2 separate regions of the Mus musculus genome follow, and region 1 is linked to region 2. The links are chromatin contacts, called in public HiChIP or PLAC-seq maps. All regions are on one chromosome and are shown on one strand. Each heading gives the region's core, a stretch centred on a gene start, on an enhancer-like site or on the middle of the called end of the contact. The rest is flanking DNA. Distances are from core to core; before and after follow the strand shown. Region 1 has its middle 17 kb from the start of Mir129-1. Region 2 overlaps Snd1 (staphylococcal nuclease and tudor domain containing 1).

Evidence for each region. HiChIP or PLAC-seq counts read pairs in DNA pulled down with a chosen protein or histone mark.
Region 1: a contact with region 2 is called in an H3K27ac HiChIP or PLAC-seq map of embryonic stem cells, with 5 read pairs. The contact joins two enhancer-like sites. A contact is called at or near these places in 11 of 115 datasets of contacts at active chromatin or transcription factors (embryonic basal ganglia, embryonic forebrain, embryonic hindbrain and 4 more) and 1 of 9 other capture datasets (embryonic stem cells).

What each region holds. Positions count from the first base shown.
Region 1 is chr6:29,004,535-29,007,481 of GRCm38.p6, reverse strand. No RefSeq gene overlaps it. Among named protein-coding and RNA genes, the nearest start is that of Mir129-1, 17 kb to the left of the region's middle. Within about 2 kb of position 1,476, at least 6 of the 459 cell types and tissues checked have an H3K27ac peak or open chromatin away from gene starts, as enhancers often do. A contact at or near this core is called in embryonic stem cells, where this site is marked.
Region 2 is chr6:28,554,991-28,557,860 of GRCm38.p6, reverse strand. The region is part of intron 10 of Snd1 (staphylococcal nuclease and tudor domain containing 1); the gene reads right to left. Among named protein-coding and RNA genes, the nearest start is that of Snd1, 76 kb to the right of the region's middle. Within about 2 kb of position 1,395, at least 25 of the 459 cell types and tissues checked have an H3K27ac peak or open chromatin away from gene starts, as enhancers often do. A contact at or near this core is called in embryonic stem cells, where this site is marked.

The DNA of each region.
Region 1 (2,947 bases), core at 227-2,726, 450 kb before region 2:
TGCTTGATGCCTCTGAGCCTCAGTTTTCCTATCCGTGAAATGGAGTTAATGTTAACTACTTCCTCATGGAGCTACTGTGAAGGTCTGGTGAGGGCTTTTTGTTATAATTGATAGTTAGTGAGTACTTTATAAGTAAATATAATGCCACAATAAACACATAAATACATTTGCAAAAAAAAGAAAAGAAACTTTAGAAATTTGCATGAGTGCACACAGAAATTCCCACAGGAAAAAAACGGTAGATATAAAAAAGACCCAGTGGGGCAGGAAGATGCCTCACTTTCTACTATGCCTGACAACCAGAGTTCAATCTTCAAAACCCATATTTGTGCACATATATGTGCCTGTGCACACACACACACTAAACAAACAAGCAAATAAATAAAAAACGCTTATTTTGAAAAAAAAAAAAGGCGGGGGGGGGGGTAGGTCAGGCATGGTGGTGCATGTCTTTAATCCCATCACTCAGAAGGCAGTGTCAGGAGGTGGATCTCCAAATTCGTGGCCAGCCTGTTCTGCAGGAAGCGTTCCAGAACAGTCAGGGCTACACAGAGAAACCCTGACTTGGAAAGAAAAGAAGGAAGGAAGGAAGGAAGGAAGGAAGGAGGGAGGGAGGGAGGGAGGGAGGGAGGGAACGAAGGAGGCAGGCAGGCAGGCAGGCAGGCATAGGGGCTAGAGAGATGACTCAAATTCTAAACTAAAGCTAAAAATTGGGGGAGGGGTGCAGGGACATCTTAACACTACAGATTACAGGAGATGGTGAGGAGGAGGCAGGGGAACACCTTTCTCCAATGTTGAAAGAAAACAAGCAGCCCTGCCCTTAAATACCTGTTAACTCCAAATTATGTATCTATTGAAAATATTTTTCAAAAACGAAGGATTGAACCTTCAGAAATGTAAAAACTGAGAGAGTTCGTGGTTTGCAGCTATCCATATGACCATTGGTAAAGGGAGTTCTTCAAGCTGAATAGAAAGACACCAGAGAGACACTGGGATCCTACAGGGAGAAAGAGGAACACTTGAAGTTAGATACATGGGGTAATTTTAAAAGGCTGTTACTTTTCCTTTGTGACTTGTTTTAAAGACAACTATTAAAATAACTTTGTTGGATATATAGAATATATACAAGTCAAATATATGGGGCCAAAGAGATAGCCAAGTAGTTGAGAGCACTTACTGATCTCCCAGAACCACCAGTGACTCTACTTTCAGGGACCCAATACCCTCTTATGGCTTGTAGTAGTGCATCGATGCACATAAACTCACGAAGGCACACACACACATGAATAAAACATGTATGTAAATAAATACATCTTAGAAGAAGTCAAACACGTGTCAATATTAGCAAAATGGATCCAGCGCATCACCATTTCCCAGTAACCGCTCACACTTTCTAGAAAGCAGACCAGACCGAGGGGCTGACTTGACTGTTAAGGAAGTGCATTCTAATTGCTACCTTGCCAGGCACTGATAGCCGTATTAGCATGAGAACTCTTAAGAACATTATGCTAAGAGGAATGGGCCAGGCACAGAAACACTGTGTACTGCCTGATTCAAACTATGTGAGTCTATGTAACAGGTGAAAACACAGTAGCAAAAAGATCAGCAGTGGCCTAAGGCCAGGAGTCCTAGAAGGCCTAGTGTATAAAAAGATACAAAGACATTTGTTATGATTAGTTTAACTTGACACAAACTAGAGTCATAAGAAAGGAGGAGACCTTGACGGAGGGAATGCTTGCACCAGGCTGGGATGTGGCCATGCTTGCACCAAGCTCGGGTGTGGCCATGTCCGGGGAGATTTTGCCTTGATTATTGATCGATGTGAGAGGGCTCAGCCCCCTGGGAATGTCATCCCTGGGCAAGTGGTCCTGGGAGGTAGAAGAAAGGTAGCTGAACAGCCAACAGCCTCAGTTCCTGCCTGGAGCTCGGGTCCTGGCTTCCTTTCATGATGGACTGTAACCGGTAAACCAAATCAACTGTTTCCTCCCACGTGGGCCTCAGTCTGTGTTTTATCTGAGCAACAGGGAAGCAGACGAGAAGACGGAATAACACCATCACCAAAGGGATGGGCTCTTGTTGAGCACACAAATACTAAATATATCAAAGTGGACAAGTGAATTTGATTGTGTACAAAGTAAAGCCAATCCAGAAAGTCTGGATAAAAATAAAAGGAACCGAGAATATCCACAGGAAAGGGAGATAAAGCTAGGGTGGGGAATACTGCATGATCCCAGGATTCCAGGACTTAGAGCCCCTACTGGGAGCAGACTGGTGACCACTCACACGGGGGGGGGGGGGTGGCTAGGGGGGGGACGACTATGCCCTGGTAAGGAAGACAAAGGAGACCTTCCTCTTAGCCTCACACCTCGATGTACCCTTGCTAGCTACACTACTGCCATGCTTCTAATTATCTCAAGCCCCTCTGTTCCTGCAAGCTCCTGGTGGCCACTCTGCTCTGCCCACACTGGCCTGCTATGGTTCATCAGACTCCTGACTTGCTGGGCTCTTTGCTGCTGTTCCCACTGTGGGGAGTGTTATTCTCTTGGCCCTGGCTTACTACCTTCTTTTTCCACTCATTTCTCAATGTCTCAACAAAGGTCCATGGCTCCCCTAGTGTTTAACATACAAGCTGCTTCCTTTGCAGGACCCCTCAAACTCTACCTGGCTTTATGTATTCCTCATTTTTGTCTTGCTAAATTACTTCATGCTGGGTTTTTCTCCACCACCACCACCCCTTTTTTGAGACAAGGCCATCTTCTGTAGGCTGACCTTGGCTAAAACCTGGCAGCCCTGCCTCTGAGTCCATGGGCCAGTACAACCAGCTCACGGTTTGCTTATTTCTGAGGTCTCCCATTGTCTGTGTCTGTCGTTGGATGTAAGTTCATGAGAAGAGAGATAAATAGGATCTTTCCACATCTTTTGCCCAGTGTTCTTTGGGGATTTTATG
Region 2 (2,870 bases), core at 146-2,645:
AAAACTGACACCTTACGAGAAACTGAGCTGGCCTCTTTTCAAAAGAAAAAGCTCAGCGGGGGAAGGGGGCTAGTGTGAGAACCAACAGGGCACAGAGCTGTGGAAGGGAGACAAGGGCAGAGGCGGTCGGTGGCAGACCCTGAAAACGCACCGCAGCTCTACTGTTCAATCAAAATATATGGCACCAGCAGAGATCCACTTAATCTTTGTCCTCAGAGCAGTCCTGTGTAAGCCCAGAAGGCTTGCAGCTCATTTGCAGCAAATGAGAAGCAATAATGTTGGGTTGCCATATTTGCAGTGAATCTAACGTTAACAATCAAATGATTTGCCCTTGTAGAACTCTGCACCAGGGGATCCCTTAGAAGTGTACATATGGGCATCAATTTCCTAGCAGGGAAGGGGAACAGAGGTAAAGGAGACATGGCAAGGTCAAAGAACAGCCAGAAACAGAAACACCAGAGACCCTAATCTCCAAGTTCAGAACATGAATTCAGGGCCACCAAGACTCTAAAAAATCCCTCAGTATCCAAAGATTAGCTCTCCATGACAAACTAATAATCAATCAACACCCCCCCCCCCGGTCTCTCTCTCTCTCTCTCTCACACACACACACACACACACACACCCCTGTGTGCAGTGAGGTGAGGGGGAAGGAAAGGAGGGAAGCAGGGAAAATGGAATGAAGGGGCTAGGTTATTTGAATGCTCATTTGTTTAAGAAATAATGGCAAGTTTTTGTGAAGTCCTAGATTTGACTATTTGGATAAGAAAAATCAGTTCTTATTGAATATAGATGTATGGTTTTCCCCAAAATGTTTCCAGTGCACAACTATTTGAATGCATGGATGGGAACATTGAGCTATAAAATCCATGTGTTCCCCTTACACACACACACATATATAAACACTGTGCTTAGAATGTTATGGCCTCTGTGCCAGATTGCATGTGAAAGCAGTTAGCTCTCCTTACCACAGAAGCTTAAGATCCCCAAAGTAGACAGACCAGCCCACAACAAGCAAACAACAGAGCCGAGATGGACTTGTTGAAGAGGGAGAAAAGGAGAAAGAGAAACTTTAGTAATGAAGACCATGCAATTGGGAAGAAAGAATGATGTAAGATGGTAATCAGAGGGGAATGAGCCAGGTATAGACTATCATCCCAGGATCTGAGAGGTCAGGAAAGGAAAAAGAAAAAAAAAAAAAGAGCAAAGAAAGTAAGCCTATCTATAAAGAGAAGAGGAACCTGCTGAAGGCTTGCGACCTCCCACAACATCAATGAGGCAAAGCTTACCTTTTCTAGCAGCTATATTTTTTAAATCTCCTACTACTAGTACGAAGTACCAAGTTTAAAGGAGGACATTAAAACAGTTAATGTGAGCAGGGCGTGGTAGCACATGCCTTTTATCCAGACATTTAGAATGCAGAGGGAGGTGAATCTACATAGCAAGTTCTAGGGCAGCTAGAACCAGACCCTGTATCAAAAAAAAAAAAAAAAAAAAAAAAAAAAAAAAAAAAAAAAAAAAAAAAAAACCCCACAACAACAACAACAACAACAAAAAAAAGTTAAAATGAGGACCAGTCTACCTCACTATTTAAAAGCCTTGACAAGTCTCCTTAAATATGTATCTATAAATATCAGCAAGAAAATATGCCAATGAAAGCATCAACTGATTTAAATTCTAGAAGCAGGACACGAGTCTTGCTTAAACTGCACAAATGTAGTTTGTAGAGTACACCACGGCATTACAGAAACAGTTTAAATGTTGTTGTTGCTCAAGCAAAGTAGAAGGCGGTTTTGTTGTTGCCCCTTTCTGAGGTAGTGAATTCATGTTCAAGAAGCTGCTCTTTCTGGATGAACCACAGCAAGGCAGCTAAATGAGAGACAATTTAACAACGCTAAGAATTCACGACGGGTTCGTGTTGCATGGAAAGCCACAGCAAGGCTTTACAAGCGACACAAGGTACACAAGGAGCTCCTGTGAGGCTAACATGACAGGCGCAGGAGCGAGCCACCAACCAAGCTGCCTAGACTGTTCACTAGGAGAGACTCTTCATTTGAAATACAAGGGGTCACCTCTTATTTCCTGTAGGAGAATCCATTCCTGGGAGAGAGATCATCGAGTGGAGATGGAAGAACCTAGGATGGGGGAGGGATCCAAATAAAATGCAAAAGCAAGCACAGCCATGATCACACCTGCAGGGACATCTACTAAGAGCGAGATGAGGAAAGAGAACAGAAACAACGGGACTCTGCCAGAGAGCACCTGCTTCCCTGAGTACATGCGAGCAGATCTATAACACAGACAGGCAGGACAGGACGAAACACTACCGCTCCAGCCCTCAGAACACATTTCTTGCTAGGTGATGTGGTAAGAAACGAAAGGCTGCAGGGTTTTACTGCACTGAGTTTTACATTTGTCAGTTTCCTTCAACAGTATCAGGCTCATTTCTATCTTCTTGGATTGAGAACTCTCCTTACAAGAGGAACTGCCTTCCTCTACCTGCTGTTCTTTACCCAGAGGAGCAGTCATCTTCCACAGCTCTGCTATTTCTAGATCCAGGCAGCCCAGAACTAACTAAGCTCCCCTGCAGATAAGCCTGCCTGAGCTGAAGGAGTCAGCTACTCTTCCTCAGAGGAGGACTGGAGTAGGCAAAGCAGGCGGAGTGAGGCGAAAAGCTTTTAGAGGGAGGAGGTGGGGCTCAGAGCAATCTTCCAGGCAAGCCACAGTTGTGCTCTGACAGAAAGGCTCCAAGTAGCTCAGGCGGCAGGAAGGAACTCGGACATTTTCCTGGGAAAACGCTGAGTTGGAGGTTTAACACACGCTGGAAGGGACCAGCAAAGTGCTACCAGAACTTCCTCCCTTTTTATAAG